Linked DNA regions of Mus musculus: region 2 is linked to region 1. A link is a contact called in public Hi-C data. All regions are on one chromosome and are shown on one strand. Each heading gives the region's core, a stretch centred on a gene start, on an enhancer-like site or on the middle of the called end of the contact. The rest is flanking DNA. Distances are from core to core; before and after follow the strand shown.

Region 1 (6,143 bases), core at 1,897-4,396:
GACTCTCAATGGTGTGTTTTTAAGGCGAGTCTGTCCACGGAATGTAAAGAGTCTCAGTTATAAATATCCGCAGGCCTCGGTGGCCCATGGAGTCCCCACCCCACACCCAGCAGGGCCATGTGGGACTTCCTGCCTGTAGTCCTCCAGACAGAAGCAGTCCAGTGCATCTGGGAAGGGTGGGATAAGAAATGGATCTTGGCTAGGAAGCCACAGATGAGAGAGGACCCCAAAGTTGCTCTCTCCTGTCTCTAGGATACAGATGCTCTGCAGCACTGGGTAAGCCATTTACGGCATTGGGTGAGCCACAGTCACGTGACCCTCTATGAATATTCTAGAATGAAGGAAGAAGTTGAGGCAGCTCGGGAAAGCGCATGAATCCCGATAACTCTGCCTCTTACAAGTACCCTCTGAGGTAGCTTGGGTCCCATTCCACAGATGGCCAGAGATGAAGTGACCACACAGTCACTGGAGAGCCACCTACGGGGTGGGGGGGTGGGGGGATGGGGGGGATGGGGGGGCTCGTGCCTGGCCTTAGGCGACACGCTGACCCTCGAAGCTGGCCCTGGCCCTCGACCCCAGGACCCTCCAGCCTTCTTCCAGGTCCAGAGGCGCAGTTGATTTAGCATTTCCTGCCCTTCCGACAATCTCTGTGAACAGAACAGGCCTTATTCAACCGCATCTCCTGCGCGTGCCTTCCTCTGGCTTCATTAAGAATCGTAATCTGAAGCAGGATAAATCTTCTGCGTCTAACTACCTGATCAGAAACATGTTCCCGGTTCCTGTCCCTGCCCTGCTGGGAAGCACATTTCTCGAAGGGTTAATTAACAGCCCTCACAGAGCCACATTTAGCCACAAACACAAAGCCGCACGCATAAATAACGTCTAGGGCGGAAGGAGAGGTGCAGATGGTTTCTGACTTTGCCGTAGTTTTCTGAACCGGCGAGAACCACGTCCTGTCCAGGTCCAGGGCCATGACTCAGGGTCACTCTTTTGAGGTGGGCCAGGCCAGACTCTGCTCTGTTGAAAGTCTCAAGAAGAGAGCACATTGCAAAGCCAAGGGCTGTCTGTGGGAGAGGGTGGGACTGGTGTGTGTGGGGGTGGGTGGGGGGTGGTGAGGCTGCTACCCCCCTACCCCCCCACCCCCCCTGCCAGGAGCCAGAGAAGCCGACTGAATGAACCAAACACAGGCCGCAGGCCCAGCTACCAGATACTGCTGACTGTATCCTGGGGATTCTACCAGAGTCAGACTTGGGCCCAAGGGTTCTACCCCAGCCCTGCAGAGCCACAAGGCTCCGACACTCCTCATTAGGGGCATTTCATAGACGTGGGAAAGAGTAGAGAAGATTACTAAAAAAAAGCCTGGAATATGCACCCCCCCCCCCGCCCTCAAGTGCACACATGTAGTAGATGTGTAGCTTGGTCTTCATGTGGGTCCTAAACAACTGGAACGGGGGCTGTCCCTAAAGCTGTTGCCTGTCCATGGGATATGTGTTCTTCTCCTGGGCTGCCTTGTCTGGCCTCAGTGGGAGAGGAAGCACCTAGCCTCACAGAGACTTGAAGTGCCAGAGTAGGGGGAATACGGGGAGGGGGGGGGGGAGCACACAGAAGAGAAGGAGAGGGGATGAGGGAAGGATTGTGGGAAAGGGTGGCCAGGAGGGGGACAGTGAGTGGGATGTAAAATGAGTAAGTAAGAAAATAAGTAAATTAATTAAAAACAAAAACAAAAGGCCTGGAATATTCTAGAAAGGACATCAAAATACTTTCAGTGTTCCGGCTTCTCTGTGGATTAGTTTCCATATGTGTTCTCAGCCCCACCCACTCCAACATTCCCTTCCCACAGACAGCCATTAAGGACACATCTAAATATTGTCCTAGATGCTGAACATGGGACTCAGGTTATGGAAGTCAGATGGCCGGAGGGTCTCTGAAGCCAAAGGAGGGGAAACCAAGAAACAGAGGGAGCCATGCAAACACATTCTGCTCGTCAGTGACCAGGGGACAAGGAGAGGAGACAGGAAAGCACGCTGTTGGCAGCCGGCCTTCACACTTTGCTTCTCCATTCAGCCACATTCGCCCTCAGAACCCCTAAGGAAGGAGTCTCTCGGTTTGGAGAGTTCAGTCCTTACTTAGCTCTTCTAGAATCTAGGAGCTGGGTTCTGAAGAGAAAGGACCACTGAGGACTCTAGTCGGGAGGGCCCCCCCCCCAGTGGTAGGGATAGTCAGCCTCAGCACAACGTAGGCTCCCCGTGAAACAGATTAGGCACTTAGTCCGAGGACCATCTATCTCCCTATGCAAAACTCAGTGTCTAGGGCTGAGGATTCAAAGGAAAATGGAAGCTGAATGCCTAAAAGCAGGGCTCTGTGTCTGGGGGCAGTGGATTTGGCTGGATAATTTTCCACAAACTGGCTCTCCCTCCACATACTGGCTTGCTCAGAGTTCAGACAGTGGTTGTGGTCCGACAGAGGGTTATTCTGGGCCAGTCACTTGCCCAGTGACCCCTCCTGTTTTAATTTCTAACACACACACACACACACACACACACACACACACACACACACCACTTGGCTCCCTCCAAGCTGCTTTTTCTGAGCACTGTGCCCACCTGGCGCATTTGGTCGGTCTCTCCGGACCCCGGACCTCATCCCACCCCAACAGGGTCCATGACACATCATGGCTGCCAGGCTGGAGCCAACCTCTCTATTTTCTCAGAAGGATCAAAGCTCCGTCCCAGCTCTGCAGGGAGGAAGCAGTTTTGACTCGTGCAAATATCTATAGTCCATTTGGGATTTTACTTTGGTGAGAAATAAATACACAGCCATCTGCAGATGATGGAGATATGACTTAAGTAACTTTTTTTTTTTTTTTTGGTCAGAGTTCTTGGGCCAGAGCCCAGATGGAAATAAGACCTTGTATCTCGGTCTCCCTTGCACGCTTTAAAAAAAAAAAAAAAAAAAAAGATCTAGCAGAGGGAAGGGGGGAAGGGGAGTTGGTAGAAACAGAAGGTCAAAATGGAGCGTGCTATATTTCTTGGCCCAGGAAAGGAAAAATAAACAGCAAACAGCGTCTCCATTCAAGTGCACGTTATCTAGCTCATCCTGGCCAAGAACTCACGCTCCTCCCCCTTCTGACCGGGAATTACTGCGCCTACAAACGGCCCCCACGCCCACCAGAGCCAGGGCAGGCAAACAATGGGCCGGCAAAACCCCCGCTCTGCCAAGGCCTCTCCCTGCAGCCCCCAGAGGCTGTAAGATTGGGAAACACTGGCTATTTTTAATGTGTTATTTGTCTACCAACTGTGGCTCCATGGCCTGAGAAACAGTGTCATCTGTGGGAGATGGCATGGATTTTTTTTTTCTAACTTGCTTAGACAAAGCCAACATTTTCGCAATTTTCAAGAAATGCCAAGAGAGCTCTGTGCTGTCCAAGGGTGACCTCTTCCCCGGCTTGTCCCTCAACCCGAGAGGGGATTCTTTCTGGGTCTGTCTGGAAAGCAGCCCCCTGCCACGATGTGCTGGCCAGCAGTGACCACAGGCCTCAGATCTGGGGCCTGGGAAAGGAAAGGCAAGGAAGCGATGAAGGGCAGGAGTTGGGGAATCCAGCTGTGGAGGGAGACCTGCTCTGATGGTCTCAGCACGACTGCAGAGGCGTTTGGTCCATTGGGGTCATCCCTAAAAGAAGTCCGAGAGGTTCCTCAGATGGTGGAGTAGTGCATCTGGGAGCGAGATGGCCTGCGAGAATGCTGGCAGGACCGTGGCTGGAACACTAACAGGAGCCTTGCTGTTTTCTGGGGTTTCTTAGGACTTGTGAGGGGATCATCTACCACGGCTCAGCGGCTCCCTCCATTCTGCCAGGATGGAGAAACATAACGGAGGATGGCAGAGGAAGGAGTGGAAGTGGAGAGTGGGAGAGTGGGAATGGCAGCTTTAGAAGTGTAATGGGAGGTGAGGAAGGCATGCAGGCCTGGGAGAAAGATGGAGACATCAAGGAAGGCTGAGGGAGGGGGCTTCTCCTGGGATGATCCTGCCCTGTTTAGGATGTCAAGCCAGACAGAGGCTGTCTGCTGAAGAAGACAGTGTGGGGGACACCCAGAGTGGGGATTCTATTTCTCTAGTGGCCAAGTTATTTACAAGCCAGGGCTGAGAGCTTTCAGGGCCTCCATTTACCAGCTACCGTAGGTGACCCACGAGAAGCCTCCCTTCTCTACACCTGAGCGTGCGTGTGTGTGTGTGTGTGTGTGTGTGTGTGTGTGTGTGTGTGTACAATACAAAAGTTCCTGGCCTACCATAAGGGCTGCATAAACAGCAGCTCTGATGTATGGAGTGAGAAGTCTGGAAGTGGGAGCCCTCACTGCTGGGTTTCTGGGAGAGGCAAGGGTAAACATTGGTGAGGAGAGGAAAGAAGAGCAGGCAGAGGAGCCTGGCAGAAGGGGTCCAGGAGGACAACACAGACCTAGTGGAATCATACAACAACTCAAAGCCTTTGAGACTACCTTGATCCACCATGGCACCTCTGCTGCAGACTCTCCAAGGGTGTCCTGAGGGTGTGTGGACTTCCTCTCACCCCGATACACACACAGAGGCCACCAGGGTCCTCAGTCTCCTGATGTGTCCTAGGCTTTCTTACCCATAAGAAGCTCAGAGATCCCTCTAACCCCCCAACATAAGGACAGGGTAAGTCTCATTTTGGCTTGCCTGGAAGCCAGTTTCTGGTGAGAGAGTGGGTCTTCACAGCTATGGTAACAGTCACAGCATCACTGTGCAGGTTACAGGAGTTCCCAAGTGAGGAAGGGAATGTAAATTACCCCTTTCCACCAGCCTAGTCCCCACAATAGCCACGTGGGAACCCTTCTCAAAAAGGAGCCCTTGGCAGCCAGTCTCATCTGAAGAGACACGGTAGAGATCCAAGGATGTTGTATTTGGATCTGAATTACCCTCGATGGGTGAATATGCTTTGAATACCTGTCCCTCAGCTGGTGGCGCTGTCCTGAGAGGTTGTAGAACCTTTGCGACTGTGGCCCAATGGAGTTGGATATTTAGGGATAGGCCTTGGTTGTATCCGCTTTGGATGTAGGACTTCTGCTTCCTGGTGCAGGCTCCGTGTAAAGAGATCTAACACCTGCCTGCCAAGCCACGAGGGACTGAAACTGTGAGGCCAAGTATACCTCCTCTTCCTACTTTCTTCTGTCCAGTGTTATATTGCAGCATCAAGAAAAGCTCACCCAAAAGAGAACTAAACCACTCAGGCCTGAGAAGCAGCCCCAAGTCCCTGAACTTCAACTCACCTCCTTACAACTCTACAAAGATTGTGTGCCCCCAATCCCAGAACCTCAGGTCCTCATCCAGAAAAGGGTGTGATTGGTTTTAGTTGCCAGGCATGACACAAGGGCATTGTATTGGATCATTTAACCCCATCCTGACTGGTTCTGCCTGTGGGTGCCGAAACAGTGCAGCCGGGGGCATGCTAACTGACAGCGTCCAGCAGCATCCAAAGAGGGTACACTATCAAGTCACTCACTATGGGTGGGATGAAAGTTCTCAAACGTCCAAGGAGTAGACACCGAGAACACTGTTTCCAGAATCAACAGGATGTAGTCTGGATGAGGCTGTCCCCTTACCTGAACATTGAAGAAACAGCATCGTTTGAGGCTGGGGACATGTTGGATGAAGGGGTTCTCGTGTATCCTTCAGTACCATGTCTGATCATAGCAGGTGCTCTAAGTAGGAGGCGGGCAATCAGAGGACAGGCTCTCAAGGAATTGCTGGGGAGAAGCTCTGATATCCACGGGGAGGGAAAAGCTTGCATGTTCTAGACACCCTATCCTTCTGAGCAGGAAGTAGAGAAATGTGACTGCATGACCCTATTAGTTCACATTTATGTTAGGACATTCTGGAAGTTTCCAAATGAAGCTGGGAAGGATGGGGCGGTCGTGAAACTTTGGAAACTATACTTCTGCATATAGTTCAGATTCACCACCCACAGGAGGGTATTGCCGGTCCCACACCCAAATTCTACATTACCATTGAAACCATGTGCTAAAATCTGCTCTGAGCATCACCTTTCTCCTCTAGATGAGGTGGTGGCACGTGCCCCAACTGCTCATGGATGCTGGCTGGGTAAGAGCTCTGAGAGGTGAGCATTTGTG
Region 2 (6,143 bases), core at 1,302-3,801, 590 kb before region 1:
GCTCTACAACAGAGCTTTCTCTGATTCATCCATTTAAACTCAGGCATCCCCGGTTCAATGACAGCATCAACCATGGAACCTTTCTAGACAAATTTTTACCCTCCACAGGAGCAAGACAAAGTCATAATGATGATGATATGATAATACTGATTAACGATAATAATATAATACAGTGGATGGCCAGCAGTGGGGGCGCACAAACTTTAATCTCAGCACTTGAGGCAGAAGCAGGCAGATCTAAGTTTGTGGCCAGCCTGGTCTAGAAAGTGAGTTCCAGGACTGCCAGGGCTACTTAGAAAAAGACAAACAAAATAATCCCACCACCACAAACAAATGTTATTGAAACATGTCAGAAGCAAAGTGTCTGAATTTAGAATATCTCAGAGCCTGATTTAAATTTAGCAGACTTATGTTTGGGTGAGATGAGAATCAGCCATCTTTGATAACACTTGGCAGAACTGTGCCTCTGGTCAACAATAGCTTTCCCTCTTTGAGGTTCATGGGAGAACTAATTGTCACTGTCCGATTCTATACAAGGGTTCCTGAATTCAATATTATGTTACAAACACCTCAGAAATTCATTTACTGGATAAACCTCCCCTGACAGCCTGATATTTTGAGAGCTGGAAATGCTCAGGAGATTAAATAAAAACTCAGGGAGAAAAGGCACAGGGCAGTAGTGGGAAATACCCGTACTTAGTTTGAAGTACAGAGTTAGCTAAAAAAAAGATTGGATTATTACAAACTAATTCTAAAACTAATAAAATGTACCAAACAATCTAATCTCAACTGAGAACTGTTTTTTTAAAAAATGGTACTAAAGCAAAGAATAATGAATTGAAGTGATGTGTACCTGAACCGTTTGCTTGTTATCGCCCCGTAAAATACTGCAGGATGCACTCAGTTCAATGTGGCCCTGGGGTTTCCGAATCACATCGCTCTGTGCAAAAGGAGCAAAAATAGAGAGAGTAGCAGCTATAACAGCAACTACAGGAAATGTTTTGTGTCCTTAATCTATTATTGATTTTTAACCTGCATTTTTATTTCATGTGTATGCATGTCTTGCTGGCATGTATGTCTACACTTCACGAGCATGCAGTGGCTGTACCACCCAGAGGGGCTGTCAGATCCCTTTGGACTGGAGTTACGATGGTCATGAGCCCTCCATGTCAGTGTTGGGCTCTGCAGGAACCAGGATGCTCTGCAGGAACAGCCAATGCTGAACCATCTCTCCAGGCTCCACAATTATTATTTTTTTATCACACAGAGAGAAAAAAAAAAAGCCCAGTTGTGAGTCTGTTTTACAGTGTGAGGAACTCAGGCCCTAACGGGAGCACTGCCAACAGGAGCACTCCCAACAGCGAGCACTGCCCACTCACTGGTGACTTGTAGTAAAGTAATTCGCCTCCTTTCAGAACAAACCACCTCCGCTTCCAAGTCTTGACTCTCACGCTCATTTTCAGTAGGTACCCAGATTTTTCTAATGGTTCCTAATGAAGAGAAAACATTTGACAATGGGATTTTGTTTACTTCTGGCAAGTCAAACTAACAGATTCATTTTTTTTTTCAGAGTCTGATTGCTCGTTTACATTTTTCCCATTGTCACAGGAGGCCAGGCAGGTTTTTAGAAGTTTCTGCTCGGGCTGCGAACACTCTGCGTCTATGGGATAGGCATCCGGAGGAATGGCATAGTCACTTTCAGAAGCTGCGGAGGAGTCAGACACGCCTAGGAAAACAAAGATAGAAATTGAGTCACGATTTCCTGCTGGCGCTGGCCAACAGCTAGTAAGTTCTCCTGCGGACAGCAACCAGCTCCTACATCCTAAACCACCTTTACAAGATTTACTCCCATTCTTCCCGTCATGGAGAACTTTCAAAATTTCCATGGAAGTCAAAAGAACATAAATAATATTTTGGTATGATTGGAACCGTGAGTTTTCTCACATATATCAAATATCATCCAAGTTCACTAGTGCGCCGTATTAAAAGACATAAAATATGTGTATTTGTATATTGTTACATAGGCAAACAGATGTTGAGCTCAATAGAGTTCTCTATGAGAGTCTAGTAAACTATTAACCAGCTCACTGGCTTTGAAAACCCCTCACTAAAGCCTCAAAGACGCAAACATGCTATTCATACACTGACAGCTATGAAGCAAAATGCAATGGAACATTTTCACACTAATTGAGTTGACTTTTTACAAAGTTTCCTGTGAGTTACAAGCCATATATAGATGGTAAATATAAGTGGAGATTTACAAACATTAACTCAAGAACTTAGGCTAATATGCATCTAAAAGGATGGTTACTAAACGGCACACAAGAAGACCACTCATATAATATTAGCCTTTGCTTACTTGTTCAGACAAACAACAGCTGTCTGACACAGACACCAGACATGTAAAACCTCAGAGATCATCCTAGCTAATGTCCTCATTGTTTAAGCGGCGAAAGATCCAGAGACAGCAGGATTTATGCAAAGTCAAGCAACTAGCCAGGGGTGATTTTGGAGGGCAAAGCTCAGATTCCAAGCCCAGGGCTAACGCACTAAGTCCTGTCTGAGGTGCTAGGGCTATGAAGCACAACAAAAGAAATGTTTGAGTCCTCTTGTAACAGAGTCTAGTGAAGGAAAACAGAAGCCCAACAGGTAGTAAGTGTGACAACAACAACAACAACGAAACGAAATGCAGAGCAGACTAAAGTGTAATAGACAAGCAGGCCACCAAAGAATGGCAAAGACAATGATCTGAAGGGCTTGGTCAGGGTAGAGCCAGCCATGTTTGAACAGAGCCATGAGGAGGAGGAGTTACACAAACATGGGGGTCAAGCATGATGGTACACATCTAAGTACGCCCAGCGCTCAGGAGGATGGGGAATGCAGGAAGATAGGTAGAAGAAGATCAACTTGGGCTACAGAGCAAGTTCAAGATTGGCCTGGGCTACAAGAAACCCTGTCTCAAAACAAAATAGGCATTAAAAAAAAACAAACAAACAAACCCAACCTGTAAACAAGAGGGTCTGTGAGCTCAGCCTTGACTAAGGGAAGAGAAGGGAAAGGGGCGGGGGTTTAAAGACATAAAAGGGAATCCTAAGAGCTGTTTGAGGAACACTAGCAGCTGCAGTCACAGCAACAATGTGACATAACCAAGATGGAGCAAGGAAACTGGCGAAAGCCCAAACGCTGACCCACAGGCAGCTTAGCGGCTCCAGCTGAAGCCCGTGGCTCCCAAGGCCGCAGCAGTTGTGTGCCACGCAGTTTGAAAATCAACCCATATCCAAGGCTTCCCTAAAGTACGGGTACCACTTACTGAGACCTCTCTGTAGCCTCTGTCTGTGCGCACAATTCACTCCAAGTTGTGCTGGAGAGACAGCTCAAGGGACAAAGTAGACATAAGCACGAGGACTTGAGTTCGGATCCCCCAAATCCAGATAAGGGCAGACACAGTGGTGAGGATGTGTGATTCCAGCACAAGATGGTAGACAGAAACACAAGAGGCCCCCAAGAAGCATGTGGGCCTGCTAGCTCATGTGTTAAGTCCAACCTTGTCTCAAAGTGGGAGGCAACACTGGAGCTGTCCTCTGAGTTTCACATGTGTGTAGTTTCGCATGTACACATACAACTTTTAAATTATTATTAAAAGCTATACGAATGCATGAAGTAAAGTTGCGGTTGTTTTCTACATTAATATCAGATTAGCCAACACAAATTGTAGGTGTGTTTTCTTGACACTTAAGAATTATAAATAACGTTGTAGATGCCAAGAAGTGCTTGCTGACAGGAGCCTGGTATAGCTGTCTCCTGAGAGGCTCTGCCAGAGCCTGACAAATACAGATGTGGATGCTCACAGTCAACCATTGGACTGAGTGCGGGGTCCCAATGGAGGAGTTGGAGAAGAGACTGAAGGATCTAAGGGGGTTGGCAGCCCCATGGAGGGAGCAACAATATTAACCGGCCAGAACTCCAGGAGCTCCCGGGGACTGGACTACCAACCAAAGAGTACACATGGAGGGACCCATGGCTCTGGCCACATATGTGGCAGAGGATGGCCTTGTTGGACATCAGTGGGAGGAGAGGCCCTTAGTCTTGTTGGGGTTCCATGCCCCAGTGTAAGGGGATGCCAGGATGGGAAGGCAGGAGTGGGGGAGGGGAGCACCCTCATAGAGGCAGGGGGTAGCGGGGATGGGATAAGGGGTTTCTGGAAGGGAGACCTGGAAAGGGGATAACATTTGAAGTGTAAATAAATTAAATATCCAAAAAAATAATAATAAATTAAAAAAATAAAAAACAGGCAAAAAGAATTATAAATAAATCTTCCCACAAACTAGACAACATGCCACAAAGTAACTATTTAAAACAAACAAACAAACAAACAAAACAAAAAACAAAAAAAAAACCCTCATTTTGGCCAATTATTTCTTTTTATAGTAATATAATATACTACTTCTAATAACAACATCAGCAATAAGATTTTAATCTTATGAAAGAGTGGTTTGTGTGAAATCACAGAGAACCGAGTGGAAAATTACCACTAGAATATAATTGTCTCAGTCCTAGGCTCATGTCCATTACGGTTTGTATTCTTTTTTTTTTCTTTTCTTTTGTTTTTCGAGACAGGGTTTCTCTGTGTAGCCCTGGCTATCCTGGAACTCACTCTGTAGACCAGGCTGGCCTCTAACTCAAAGATCTGCCTGTCTTTTCTTCCGGAGTGGTGGGATTAAAGGCGTGCGCCACCACGCCCGACTTTACGGTTTGTATTCCTTGAAACCCTACTGAGCTAAGTCCTGAACCAAACTTCACAGTGTGCGCGGACACTGCTTCCTGCACATGCGCATTTCCCTCACCTCGCTTCATGGCTCTGGGACTGCTTGGCCCACTGCGACTGCGCGCATCTGACTCCGACAGCCGGGAGCTGGACCTAGAACTGTCCTCTTCGTCTGAGCCCGAGGAGTCATCCAGGAAAGGGCTGCTACTTATTTGTGTCGCCTTCTAGAGAAAAAAACAAAACAGCCCCCCTGTGTCCACCTCTAAAGTCACTGTCCTCTTTACACAGGCAATGCTTTACAGAACGTGGCTACTGGTACGTATTTTAAAAGAAAGAAAATATCGTATTTTGACATCATGAAAATCTGTCTTCAAAACCTTAGATTTTAATTAGCTAGGAATTTGTCAATTATAAAAGATTCTTGAAAACATAAGACTGTCAATATCTGACAGTCCTTGTTTTAATTAGGTTCTTCTAGCAAAGAAGGGGACCTTGGCAGGAACGCAAAGACCTTTCTAAATTAGGAGTTTCCATTGCATCATTAATAATAAGCTAACGTCCCAGGGTGGGGCTAAAGAGAACCATGCCATAATCACCTTCTCCGGGCCTTCTTGTTTCTTCTTCCTTTTAATGATATATTGATGTGATCATTAAAGCTCTACAAAGAGGGGGATGGATGTAAGAATGCCAAGAGTGGAGTCCCTGACTATCCTAGAGAAAACCATAGGTCTAACAACGAGAAATGCGCTCATTACCCCCTTCAACGTTGTATAGACTGGGGTCGTCATGTTCTTGTATATGAGAGACGTATAAAGGCTTGCTGCAGAGTAGGAAAGTATGTCTGCAGAATCTGAAACAGAAAAGGACATTAAGGAAATTCCTTCCAACTAGCACACTGGTCTATTGCTTACGAATATATATACTGAAAAGAAATCAGATTAATCGGTAGTGTTGATTAATATCATTCTGCTTTACGCCATTTCTAGAACCGTGGCTACACTTTTTTGTCAATGTGTGACGGGGTCTTTCTGTGGAGCCTAGGCTGGCATCGAGCTAGCAGTGTTCCTCCTGCCTAGACTCCTGATTGCTGGCATTAGAGGCAGCATATCCAGCTACAGATAGACACTTCTGTGTGAGTTATTTTGTTTTATGATTTTGAGACAGGGTCTCACGTAACCCAGGCTAGCCTTGATCCTACTACGTTGCTGAGGCTAGCCCTTAACTCTAGATCCTCTTGCTTCAACCTACCAAGCGTTGACCTTATATTTTTTATAGTGAGAACGATTATTTCTATAATAATTTTTGAAGGAAAGGGGAAAATAATATAGAAGCCAGTATTTTAAAATAATTTTTGTAGCTTAAAACAGATAAAATGCCC

The links. A called contact is a pair of places that touch in the nucleus more often than the background predicts.
Region 2: a Hi-C map of muscle stem cells shows a contact between it and region 1, with 2.4 times the contacts expected there. The contact joins two enhancer-like sites. A contact is called at or near these places in 1 of 484 Hi-C or Micro-C datasets (muscle stem cells) and 1 of 115 datasets of contacts at active chromatin or transcription factors (acute myeloid leukemia).

The regions. Positions count from the first base shown.
Region 1 is chr17:83,980,249-83,986,391 of GRCm38.p6, reverse strand. No RefSeq gene overlaps it. Among named protein-coding and RNA genes, the nearest start is that of 8430430B14Rik, 15 kb to the left of the region's middle. Within about 2 kb of position 3,146, at least 87 of the 459 cell types and tissues checked have an H3K27ac peak or open chromatin away from gene starts, as enhancers often do. A contact at or near this core is called in muscle stem cells, where this site is marked.
Region 2 is chr17:84,570,514-84,576,656 of GRCm38.p6, reverse strand. It overlaps Plekhh2 (pleckstrin homology domain containing, family H (with MyTH4 domain) member 2), which reads right to left. Exons shown (of 30, transcript NM_177606.4): 10 at 5,521-5,615; 11 at 4,845-4,989; 12 at 1,590-1,726; 13 at 1,380-1,490; 14 at 854-940. Among named protein-coding and RNA genes, the nearest start is that of 4930500A05Rik, 21 kb to the right of the region's middle. Within about 2 kb of position 2,551, at least 24 of the 459 cell types and tissues checked have an H3K27ac peak or open chromatin away from gene starts, as enhancers often do. A contact at or near this core is called in muscle stem cells, where this site is marked.